Linked DNA regions of Mus musculus: region 1 is linked to region 2. Evidence: chromatin contacts called from public ChIA-PET data. All regions are on one chromosome and are shown on one strand. Each heading gives the region's core, a stretch centred on a gene start, on an enhancer-like site or on the middle of the called end of the contact. The rest is flanking DNA. Distances are from core to core; before and after follow the strand shown.

Evidence for each region. ChIA-PET counts read pairs in DNA pulled down with a chosen protein or histone mark.
Region 1: a contact with region 2 is called in an RNA polymerase II ChIA-PET map of memory CD8 T cells, with 565 read pairs. The contact joins two enhancer-like sites. A contact is called at or near these places in 1 of 39 promoter capture datasets (the C10 cell line), 1 of 15 datasets of contacts at CTCF or cohesin (pro-B cells), 13 of 484 Hi-C or Micro-C datasets (the 63-12 cell line, B cells, the C10 cell line and 9 more) and 7 of 115 datasets of contacts at active chromatin or transcription factors (CD8 T cells, effector CD8 T cells, epiblast stem cells and 4 more).

Annotation. Positions count from the first base shown.
Region 1 is chr3:52,567,698-52,574,357 of GRCm38.p6, forward strand. No RefSeq gene overlaps it. Among named protein-coding and RNA genes, the nearest start is that of Gm40047, 9.1 kb to the right of the region's middle. Within about 2 kb of position 4,959, at least 48 of the 459 cell types and tissues checked have an H3K27ac peak or open chromatin away from gene starts, as enhancers often do. A contact at or near this core is called in the 63-12 cell line, B cells, CD8 T cells and 7 more, where this site is marked.
Region 2 is chr3:52,394,021-52,400,189 of GRCm38.p6, forward strand. No RefSeq gene overlaps it. Among named protein-coding and RNA genes, the nearest start is that of Gm38537, 70 kb to the right of the region's middle. Within about 2 kb of position 2,516, at least 70 of the 459 cell types and tissues checked have an H3K27ac peak or open chromatin away from gene starts, as enhancers often do. A contact at or near this core is called in the 63-12 cell line, B cells, CD8 T cells and 7 more, where this site is marked.

The DNA.
Region 1 (6,660 bases), core at 3,709-6,208, 180 kb after region 2:
TAGACTGTACACGTTCTCATTTATGGTATGTGGCTTCCTCCTCCTGTCATTGGCACCCAACAGGAAGCCATGACTTGTTTCCAGATATAAGTGTACAGCTATAGACAGCCCTATGAAGTCGTGGCTTCAGTTTCACTGTCTCTAAAATGGAAGCAGCCATTTTCCACCCATCTTATAGAACTGCCTGGTTCAAATAAAGCCATGTGTGTGAAAGAGCTTCCTTATTTACTTATACAAGAAGTTGTTGTACTGTATGAATGAAAGACGGTGCAATTCAATCGTGTGGCTTCTGAGAAGTTTAAATGGTATGGAATGTAAATTTAGTAAAGGAATGATTAATTAGACAAAACACTTGAGGTGTGGCTTCACGTTGCTGGCACTGCTACATTAATTCTTCGTGTTTTCTTCTCATAACAACAACATTGGCCTTATAATGAGGTGGTATAGATGTAACTTACACTTCCTTTTTTAAATGGGGAAGTGAGAGGGGCACAAAAGTTTATTAGACCGTGCATGTATGGTGTGCCGTGCCTTTATTTTAGGAAAACTTTCAGACACCCTCAAAGTTGAAAAACTCCACGAAGATACCTGTGAACAGACCTGCAGAGCTGACCTTGGTGTTTTGTTGCCTTGGGTTTTTTTGGTTATTGTTTTTTTTTTTTTTTCTTTTAAATCACGGATCTGTCTGTCGATCTATCCTCTTGTGTATCCATTCACATATCTAATTTTAGGGGATATATTTCTATGTAACCTGCAAATATTAATAAAATTTCTGGGCTGGAGAGATGGCTCAGCTGTTGAAGACTAGACTCACAACCAAAAAGTCAAGTCAAATTTCCCCTGATTGGCCCCAAATCATACATATCAACTAACTAGTCTTTAGCATTTGCCTATAGTATTTTTTTCTTAGATGCAAATTTAGGTTCAATTTAACATCACAAAAAAAAAAACTTGGCATAGGACAGTTTTGTTGCTTTCCTGTTATTGAAATAGTGAAGCTCCCCTTTCAAACCAACTCTCAGGTTAAAAAGCTGGCATGTAAAATAGATCACAACAGAGCTTCCTTGGATGAAAGAGACACTGGGGCTTGCAGCTTTTGCTCCCTAGGGTGTTCTCTAGGGCCCTCCTTAGACGGTTACAGTGCCATGAACTATTCAATTCAGGTCAATTTATTAACCTCATAAGCCTTGGTGTGATCTCTGCGAAGCAGCACTTTAAAGTAGCTCTTTCCAAGCTATTCGCTTTTCATTTCCCATGGTGCCAAAGCACTGGGCCTTTTGCAGATTTTTTTTTCCTTCCCAGCCTTGTAACAGAAAGCTTTCTTTTGTTTTAATGAGTTCAGTACAAAAAGCCACATTTGAGACTGTGATATGAATGCCTGAAGTGAAAACCACAATTGGAGGGGCTGTCTGTGAAATGGAAGGGGAAAAACAAGACTCTGACCTCAATAGAGAGCAAAACACAGAAGCCCGAGTTAGCATAGCAGCATGCGTGTGAAGCTACCTTGTCCATCTCCAGGGCCTTTGCCAAGTAAGGTCTAAAGGTATCCCCAAAGAATGTATATGGCATGTCATAAGTAAATTCTGCTTGGTGCCTTGCAGAGTCATAATGTTTTTGGGTGGGAGAGGACAGAGCCTTTGCTCTCTCAGGAAAGAGGGCTCTATCCAGTGCTCATATCTAGCAGCCATCTGAGTAGGTGGGGGACTGTTGGGTGGGTGCTAAGTCTGGGGCCAGGTTTGGCCAGATTCACATGAGCCAAGTGAATGTGTCAGAGGATAAATGTTGTAGTTATAGAGAGGCCATAATTACCTATCCACGTCTCAGAAGAAGAGGAGGAGGAGAAGGAGGAGGAAGAGGAGGGGCAGGAGGAGGGGGGGAGATGAAGGGGGAAGAGGAAGGAGGAGGAGGAGGAAGAAGAGGAGGAGGAGGAGGAGGAGGAGGAGGAGGAGGAGGAGGAGGAGGAGGAGAAGAAGAAGAAGAAGAAGAAGAAGAAGAAGAAGAAGAAGAAGAAGAAGAAGAAGAAGAAGAAGAAGAAGAAGAATGGTTTTGAAAAAGGAGAGAGAAAGCAGGGTTAGGTTGGCATTAGGTTGTACAAAAGAGTAGAACGGGTCCAAGCCTGTGTTACAGGGGTTTCAGATGCTCAGAGGTAATCCTAACTACTAAGAAACACTACACTGTGACTAGCTACCTAACCTAAGGACGTAAATGGTAGGCTACAGATAGTTACTTAGTAAATGCTTATTAAAGGAAGGGGGATATGGACAGAGATAAGGAGATTGATCGATAGATGGATTGATCAATCGATAGATAGACAGACAGACAGACAGACAGACAGACAGGATGGATGAGTTTAACCTGAACTGCAGAAGCTCTGCGCAGGGGGCTAGGTTCATTGCTGTGTGGTTGTCATAGAGAACTTGAATGCAACTTCTTTGTCAACAGCTATTATTTTAAACATATTTTGACTACAACTCAGTTTCAGAAAGGGGAGGAAGGCATTGCATGAGGACCCAAACAAACCCATCCCACTCTCACTCACATAGTCTTTCAAAGGGCGATGTGTTCTAACAATCTCCACTGCGTTCTTTGTCCCCCTTCCTAAAATACTGGTTTGTAACCCTCAAGCCTAAAAATTCTAGGTCCAACTCTTTGATCCTTTCAAGGACACTTTTAAAAAAAATTTTAATTTAATTTTTTTTTGAGGATCTCTTTCCTTTCCAGAATTTTCAACCTAGTGTGTGTCCCCCCCCCCCCCAACTCCAAAATGGGAGTTAATAGGGCTTAGGAGCATCAGATTCATCCCATGTCATAGGAAGCAAACACAATTCCTGCTGTGTGCTCAGCACTACACAGCTCACCCATTCACAGCAGTGGTCTTGAGAGCATCACTGGTCCTCAGCTGTCCCCCCTTCCTGCCAGCCATTGCTTCCGTATACCTCCCACACCTTTCTTTACTGTCAAGGCGACAACCTTTCACCTTTATCCTTCAGAGGGTCCCATTGTCACTCGACTACACAAATCTTCCCCCAATTTATTCCTCCTTCTCCCCTTCTTTATCTTTATTCTTTCTGCTTTTGACTGAGTATTTTTGATCTGTACTTCCTTAGTAAGGATCTTTTTTTTTTTTCATTTACGTTATGCATGAATGCATTCATTTATCCAATCAGCCTTTCAAATTTAGCTTAAGGAATGTTTTAATGAGGAAAATATAAACCCATATACTAAATGGGAAAAGAAGACATATAATTCCTGCTCTCAAACACCTTGAGGAACAGCAAAGGGCTTTTGTACAGTGAGTTCCCTTGAGGTAACAAGGTAACTGGAACGTGGCAAAAGGTCAAGTTTTGGAGCTTTGTATACCTGGATTTCAAATTTTGGCACTACCAGTGTCTAGCCATCTGCTTTGGCGTGAATAACTCCAAACACCAAAATGGTAGTTTGGGTAGTTGTGGTATGTGATAGTTTATCTTGACCATAACCTTGATTGACTTGAGAAGTGCCTGGAAGGTGGTAAAACACACTGCTACCCATCTCTGAGGATTCACAAAGTGGGAGATGACCCAGCTTGGGGATCAGTTACCCCACCTATGGACTAGAAACCTAGGTAGGATAAAATGGGTAGAAGAAGGGAGCCTGGAACCACAGACACTCTTTGTGATTTCTGGGAGCCTTGATATGGATGGCTCTGCTTAACCATCTTCTCCTAGCTGCCCATGAAGGGCTGAAACACCTGGGGCGCTCAGTCCAAGTTCTTCCTTTTCTCTAAGATATTTCTCTCAGGTGTGTGCCACATCTGAGTGATGAAAAGTCTGAAACAGTGTCATAAAGGTAATATTATCTTATTTAATGTCACATGTTCCTGTGTGCTGTGTACTGTCATTAGCCCTACAGATAAGGAAACTGAGGCCCTGAGATAAGAACTCAGATGTTCTTATTGAGAGCATTCCGAGAATCTCTGATTCCACACATAAAGCTACCTTAACTTCTCTGAGAATATAGACTCCGGCTTCCTTAGTATCACAGACTGGAACCTAGTTTTATAAACTCTTCGCAGGGGTTATCACATATTCAACAGATTTCTTGCTCAGCTAGAACGGCACCCTGTCAATTTTCCTGCTCAGGAGATAAGACTGTGTATCTGCAGGATCCATTCTCTCATGTAGACAACGAGGGCATCAACAGATCATAATTACCATCAAGACCGGGTACCCTCTCTGTGCTGTGTGGTTACACATATGAGCTCCTGGTATCTTACAACCCTGTGAAGTAAACATTATCAGTCAAATTATAGACGGGAAGACTGTATAGGTAGATGGTAAGACTTCCTTTAGCTGCTTCTGTGGTAGGTATTATCATTAATCAGTGGAGTAGCTGCAAAATGATAAAGTACATCAGAGAATAGACAGGAGTCCAGGTCTGTTTGATTCCAGGGCTTTATTTTATTTTATTTTTTTTATCATGAACCGTGACAAAAAGTGCGGGCTCAGAGCAGCTTTAGATAAAGAGAGACTAGTTTTTTCCATGGAGTATTTCATCTGATGGATTGTTTCCACTCCAATGAACTACAGCTCCAGTCCCCAATGCTACTCCAACGACACTAGGATTGAGTAGACTGCCACTTTCTGTACAGGGGTTGAATCCAGATGTTTTCTTCAGTGATGATGCCTCCATAACCAGCCAGAGACCTTAGCACAATTGACCACATTGGAGGTGTCATTGTGACCTTAGAGCCTAGCACATAGGCCCCAATTCCTGACTAAACCAGAACAAAGTCCTACCTCATCAAAGACCCAGTCCATAGTTCCAGGGTCTGGAATAGCCCCTTAAATGTACTAAAATTTTTTTTTGACTTCTTCAGTTTTGCTTCTTGCTAACTGTTCTTGTTAACTAAAGTGTGTCATCCAGGATGTGGGTTTAGTGCATAAAAGGCAAAGCATGGTGAAGTTTGGGGCTATACCATTTGGGCAAGTTTCCCACGCAGTTGTCAGCTGGCAATAGTCTTTCTATTCATCGTTAAGACCGTCTATGTGTGCTCTTTGGTGGAATTATCTTGCAACATCCCAGGCCTCCTGCCGGGACTCAGAGCACATTATTTTCTTATGCGGCACTTTTGTGTGACATAAGCAATTTAAAGGAAGAAGAGTTTATTTTGGGTAAGGATGTCAGAAGGTTCAGTCTACCATGGCAGGAACAGCTCACATTAGAGTAGAGAGGAAGTGGAGTGGAGTGGTGCAGGAAGATGTGAGTACAAGAAAAAGTCCTTCTACCTTTTACCACCTCCCCAGTGACTTCGTTCATCATCCAGTTGGTCAATAGAATAACCCATTTATTAGGTCAGAGCTCCCAATAATTTAATTATATTTGGGAGTCTCTCTCTCTCTCTCTCTCTCTCTCTCTCTCTCTCTCTCTCTCTCTCTCTCTCACACACACACACACACACACACACACACACACACACAGATAAGCTTCAATAATTCTGAGGGTGAGTTGTAATCTAATCTAGCTGACAGTCAGAATTAACCACCCCATCTGGCTCACTCCTGAGCCTCAGACAATGTTAGGCAAGCATAAAGAATGAACGGCAGCAGGTCTCGAGGCGTGTTCTGCATACATTTTCTTCTTCAGGATGTTAGCAGATGCTCATCAAGCAGGGAACAGGGTGCCCACTCTCTTACATAATGAGGCTGGACCTCTTTGCTCCTCGGAAATGTTCAATGTCCACTTTCTGCCTTCTGAACAGGAGCCTAGACGTTCTGGGTCTCCAGCCCTGAATATTACTTTGTATTTCCATTCCATTTCTGCTTCACTGTGATGCTTATTTTGGTGTTCTTGAGATGGACTATGTCTTTTCTTATTTATCCTTTGTTGTGAGGCAAGGCCTTGCTATATGTAGCCAAGGCTGGCCTGGAATTCTGGATGCTCCTGCTTCAGTCTTCCCATTGATGTGACTGTCAATGTCTACCACTGTACACTCTCTGTACACACTGTACAATGTCTACCACTCTTTTAAATTTTTCTTGATATATGTTTTACCTCTTATTGATGGGCATGTGTGCGTGGTACAGAGAACCATGCCCAAGTGAGCTCTTTGGACCACGTGTCCTAGGTCAAGTTTTGTACTGCAGAATGTTAGGGAGCTCTGTGTTCTGTGACTATCAAGAGTAGACTAGCCAGTGTCCTGCTTCCCTAATTCCTGAGGCTGAGGGCTCAGCTTGTTTGCTGCTTCTGCTTCTCGGTCTGTGAGACTCCCTTTGGAATGGGTGCCAGCGAGCCTGGAAGTGATGGGGAGGCCCCTTTAGAAGAACTAAAAGTTATTTGGGTTGCGTGGGAGGTGCGACAGCTGCTTTAGGAGGTCCTCACAGCTGAGCGTTCAAGGGATGATAGGTGTTTCTGGAAACAGGGAACGACTTCATTTCTGCTGTGCTAGAGCACTCTGAGGGGCTTGCCAAAAATCTCTTCTAAAAATGTGACTGTTAAGAACTTAATTTTCTTGGGTTGGAGAGATGACTGAGCAGTTAAAAGTATTTGTTGTTCTTCCAGAGGTCCTGAGTCCCTCAGGAAGATTCCATAAGGGTGAGGGTTATCCAGGGGATAGACAAACCTTGACAATAGGGACACTTATAGTAGATGACAAGAAGGAATCTAGACAGAGATAGGTCT
Region 2 (6,169 bases), core at 1,266-3,765:
AGCCATGCTTCTTCCAGGGCAACCCTGGCCATATGAGAGCCAGATCTTCTGGGGAACTCTCTAGTCCAGTGATCCTCAACCTGAGGGTTGCAACCCCTATAGGGGTCTCATATCAGATATCCCGCATATTATCAGATATCCCACATATTAGATATCTACATCATAATTCATAACAGCAGCAAAATTACAGTTATGAAGCATAAACAAAATACGTGTATTGTCGGGGGTGGGGCACTGCAACTATATTAAAAGGTCTCAGCATTAGGAAGGTTGAGAACCACTAGTCTGGTCCTTTAGTTATGGGGGCTGCTCTTTTGGACTACAAGCTTCCCGGAACTCCTACCAGTTTTCTAGTTGGGTGAACTTGGGCTAAGTTCTCTGATGGCTTAGCATCTAGCTTCTCCATCCATTAAAAAGGGGACAGTGCTAATATCTACCTTAGGGGGAACAAACAAGTTGGACAGTTAAAGCACGGAGGACAGAGCCGGATTAGTCACTACTGGTGTTATGAGATATAGTGTCCACGCAGAGGGCAAACACTTAAACATGCAGCATGAAGCGACGGGTTCATGGCCCTTGAGCCCTGCAAGGTATGAGCTGGGGCAGGGCTCACTTCCCGTGCGGTCTCTCTCCTTTTGGTGGGTCAGTGAATGAGTGTCAAACAGTCTGACGTCTCTTCTCCATCCATGGGAAAGTGAGTGCATCTGTGTGTGCACTCCTGGGGCCAGATTCGTCCCTGTCACCTGCCATCCTTCCAGCCCTCTTTCCAGATACCGCTGGGCTAATGATTCCAAAAGCACAAACTGAGATCCAACCTCTCTGCTTATGACGCTCGCTCACCACTTGACGTTTATTCGTTTGCGAAACCCTAGGGACCCAGGTGGCCATCACTGGGCCCATCTTAACAGATGAGAGAATAGAGACTTAGACCATTCTGTATCTCTTCTGGAATTAAATCATTGCTATAAGCAGGGATCCAGTATAGGCCTACCCCATGCCCTCTGAGTTGTTGTCCCTGATCCTTAGGAAATTGGCTTAGCTTTACCTGTGCTCCTCTGATTAAAACTCCTCACTGCCCCATGTGTACTGTGACCTGGCCTTATCATCATGCCCTTGCCTCTGGGGCTGGATCTTGGCAATTCCTGCTGCCCCTATCTACAATGCCAAACTGCCTAACTATTATTAAATTTTTAAATCAGTTCAATTCTTAGTTGCCCTGGGAACTTGTCTTCCCCTTTCCCTTTCCAAGCACGGAGGGCTAGTTAGGAGCCTCTCCCTGTCTTAGGTAGGGTTACTATTGCTGTGATGAAACACCGTGACCAAAAACAAGTCGGGAAGAAAATGGCTTATTAGGTGTCTGCTCCATTGAAGGAAGTCAAGGCAAAAACTCAAATAGGGCATGAAGCTGATGCAGAAGCCATGGTAGGCTGCTGCCGACCGGCTTGCTCCCCATGGCTTGCTCAGCCTGCTTTCTTATGGAACCCAGGGCCACCAGCCCAGGGATGGTACCACCTGCAATAGGCTGGGCCCTCCCCATTCAATCACTAATTAAGAAAATGCTCTATGGACTTGCCCACAGCCTGATCTTATGGAGGTATTTTCTTAGTTGAGGTTCCCTCCTCTCCTCAGTTGACTATAGTTTATGTCAAGTTGACATAAATCTAGCCAGCGCACTCCCTGTGCCTTTTTAGCCTACCCCAGCCATTCCCATGGGTCCCTGTGTGGTCTCTGCGGAAGAGCACGCGCCACGAACAATGTCGAAGATATTGAGCGTTACAGAACATGTGAGTTCTGTTCTGCTTTCATGCTCATAAATCCCATCTTTCCCAGCACAGATCCAGCAACTTCCAGGGAAGCTAGGCTACCGAAGAGAGCTCTAGGGGGAAGGCAAGGTAAGAGTCTTCCCAGCTGTGGGGAAGATGCCTGGTTTCACTGAACGTTCCACAAAGGTCTTCGGATTCAGCCTGAGGACGGTGTAAGTCCACACTTCAACACCAGGGAGCTGGATGGATGCTGGGCCACGCTCTGGGATCCCTGTGCCAGCTGCTCATCTGGGAGGCAGCTGGAGCAAGCAATCTGCGCAAGGACCCATGGAACTAAAGGGCAGACAGAGCACAGGATTGGAAACGGCGGCTCATGGTTTGGGGCAGGTCTGGAGCCCATTTGACAGCCCTCAGAAGGCTCACTGGGGGCCGGCTGGCCTTAAAGTCCCTTGAGCTCCTGTCAGGAGTATCTGGGCTGCTGCATGCACCTGCGTCGCTGCTGAGACAGGAAGTGATATTTTCAGAGCCTTTAGCCACCACTCCTCCCAAACCTCAAGACCCTTTTTGATGATGCTTTAAATGTCATGTGTATGGCTGAGAAGAGAAGAAACCCAGGTGTGAGCCTGTGTTACTGACAGGACAAGAGTCACTTGGTAATATCACAGGAAGTCACGCTGTCAAAATAATAGAGAAGGTGGTGTCTAGCTGGGGGGCCACGCCTTATAATAACTGTACTTAGTACAGAGACGCTTCCGCTGCTTCTCCAGCTCTGTGGTTCCCTCTGAGGTAGAGCCCAAGGCTGGGGGCAGGGTAGGACCCTGGGGCCTACTCGTCAGACATGCTTGCTGTTGGCACAAAGCACAGAACTGAGCTGAAAGGCTCCTTGTCTGGGAGTAGCTGCCTAGGCCGCAGCCGGTTACACCTGACACAAAACCTACTTTTACGTTGTTCTTGCCTAAACGATTTGTCTTCGTGGAGGGTCATCTCCACACAACAGCAACATCTGGGAGCTTGAACCTTGGCCACATCCTGCCTGTTCCCCCCGCCCCCCGGCAAACATACCCTTCTTTTACATTATTATTATTTTTAAGACAGGGTCTCACATGTTCCAGGCTAGCCTTGAACTTGCTATCAAGGATGCAAGGATTGCTATCAAGTCAAGGATGGTCTTGAACTTGACCTTCCTGCCTCCATCTCCAAGGTGCTAGGATTACAGGTATGAACCACCACACAGTCCATGCAGTGGGGGATTGAACTCCATGCATTAGGTAGAGCTGAGCTCCTGAGCTGGGCACTCGGCCTATCCTGTCTTCTATCCACAGGTGCTCACAGTCTGCTCTCCAGGACATGGATCTGGTCCAGTACCAGGGACAGGAAAGAGTCCTACAGACGCTAGCTGGGAGGATAAGTAGAAGCTGAGCCGTTGCTGGGCTCTGTTTCTCTACGAATTTGTATGGGGAGCCTGTGGAGGGGCTCCCAGCTTGTCTGTTTCAGGTCTCAGGCTGGAGAGGGTGTGGGTGGCCGAGGACCTTTGCAAGCGAGGCAACCCAGATACTGCAGCAAGAAACAGCGGGCCCCTCTCAGTTCTTCATGGGAGTTTCTGCCTCTAATTTATGTTTCGGGTCCCACCCTACTTCTCAGCCTCCTGCCTGAAGGCCCACCCACTTGACAGATTGACTGTCACAGTCAGCTGCTTGTTCAGCTGGGGACTGCCAGGCCCAGGTGGCCTTTCACCTTGTCTGGGGGCATAGTTCCTGTTTACCCTAAATTTAAGTCTACAGCGCCAATCCCAGGCAATCCACTGGTCTTATGGCTGCGCATTAAAAAGTATGCATATCACTCCTCCCTGTTATCACCCAAACCTTCAACCTGGCTGACCTCTCTGCCTTCCGTGGCTAAGTCGAGTTTGCTCCCACTCTATGGTCCTTGTCCTACCTTGCAAGACATTTCCTCCAGCTCCTATCCTTCTCAGTTTTGTTTTTTAGGACACCTGCCACCATCCACTATGCTTCTGTTTCCTTATGTGTCTTCTGTCTGCCTTCTCACAACTGAGGACCCCATGGGACCCAAGAGTGTGAGTGTGACCCCTGGTAGGAGCCCAGTCAGTACACTTTCATATTCAAAACACTGTCTTCCCCTCCACTACTTGCCTGAAAATGCACAACAGCCATCCAAAAGCTCTTCGAAAAGTTCAAAGACACCAGAGCTTTGAAGAGAAAAGGTCTTCTTTATTTTCTCTCTTGCCAAGCTGTGGGGCTGGGGCAAGGCCTTTGCTTTGTGCTCCTCTGTAGAGGAAGAGAAGCGAGATTAGTCTCCTCTGGGCCGAAGAGAGCTCCAGCCTTCTCGAAGGACAGGGCTGCTTGCGTGTGACAAGGATCCCCTGCACAGTGGCTGCTCACAGCTCTGTGTGCTTACCTGCCACAGATTTGGTGGCAGATAAATGTACTACCGTGCATTAAACAGCTGCTGTACACAACTAGGCCTGTGGGCTTTCTGATGTCTCATAGCTTCTTCATCCTTGCAGACAGTTGATGGGCGGGAGGCCTCTTAGGTGCTGTTAGTACATGCTCCCTCCCGAGTTTCAGCCCATGCCTATGTTGTTCTTCATGGGATGCTTTAGCAAGCATCAGCCCATTTTGAAATGATTGTGTAGGTCAGACAGGTTGTGGGGGTCAAAGGTTATAGCCAGACAACCTGAGGAGGAGTGCGTGACCCTTACCTGAGAGTGAACTATTAGGCCAAACTCTAAACCCCAAGGGTCGGTGTTCTCCCTGTTGGAGGGGGAAGGCCAGCCCAGGGTGCCTCTGTGTTCATCTTAACATTTTTCCTATAACCACCTCCGCAGCTACACCATTTAGCCTCTGCTCCGGCCATCCACGCCCCTCACCCCTTCCCTCTTCATTTCTCCATATGCTCTGCTCTCCCCCCCCACCCCCCCACTCCCCACCCAGGCTAATCTCACTGACCTTTCTGCTGGCAGCTGGGAATTAACATCAATTAGAGACTATTTACCAAAAGGACTATCTCTAGTTAATTAATGAGAAAGAAGTTAAGTTAAAGTGAGCAGGCTAGACTGATGCCATGACAGGTTTCAAATTGGCAGTTCAGGAGACAAGGCCTAAATCTCTATTTCCAAGAACTGGGCAAGTTCACACCTCAGAAGCTGCCATGCCACCTGGCCTGAGGCAAGGACAATGGGTCAGCAGCCATTTTCAGACCTCCTCAGTTACTTCCACAGCGACAGTTTCCAGCCCCCAAGCCCTGGCAATGGATTGTCCCTAGAGATGCAGCAAGATATAGGTTACATACCCTGAATCCCCTAATGTGCTTTAAATCAGGCCTGCGAGCTCATTTGGTTGTCTCTCTATCTCAGTAATGGGAGGCCCCCAGCATGCTGGACTTCTGCAGAATAAAACACTCTTTGCATTTACATACTATTTGAGTCCGGAGTATCCTTCTCCAGTGAACCATTGACCCTTACAAAAGGACTTTTTGACTTTGACTTTTTGTTACTGGGTAACGTCAACCGTTGTCAGTCTGGAGGTGCTGATGCAAAACAGAGTGAAGCCCTTGTGTTGTTAACATGACATACTCCAGTGTCTGAGGACTCACCTAATGACTGCTGCAACCACCAATCTAGGCAGAGTCCCGTAGGCAGCAACCTGGGTCACTAGCAATTGGTCTTAGCTTTGACAGCATCAGCTGGTTACTTAATTCATTAGCCGCTCTCCAGAACTGAGTTTGTAGCTCAAACTTGTTTCTTCCCCCAAATTCACCAAATTCAACAACACCCTCCTTACTCCCCATGCCAGTTCTGTTTGTTTTTTGTTGTCACAGGTGCATAGTTTTACTTCCGGTGCCCAGCCTGTCTGATCTATAACCTGGGTCACCTTTTCCCTACCCTCATACCACTGGCTCAGACTCCGTGCTTCAGCTTCTTCTCTCACTCAGTCAGGTCTTCTAGAGGATTCCAAACACTGCCTGTCTCTGCAGTGTGGCCTGAGTTAACGTACAGACAGAATTAGGAATGCTCTTCTCTCCCTCAGAATTGTCCTCGTCCTCATTTTCAACATCTTGAAACTGGCTGGGATGCTCGCCCCCCCCCTCCCCCAAGCCTCTCACCCTATAATCTAGCCATGGGTTTGTTCTTATTACTGTCGGTTTGGGCTTCTGTTTTCCCCTCTACCTGCCTTCCCTAGCTATGGAAATCCGACCCTTCATTCAGTAACAAACACAAGAGCCACCTCTTCCAGGAAGCCCTCTGGGAAGCCTCCTAAGAGAAGTCAGTTGCTTGGTCTTCTGTCCCCTCAGCCCTTCCTCGGCATCTTCAGGCATCAGTCAGGCGTGTGTTGGTCTGGCCACTCTGCTGGCTGCCAGATCAGAGGACAGGAGTGCTGCTCTCATCT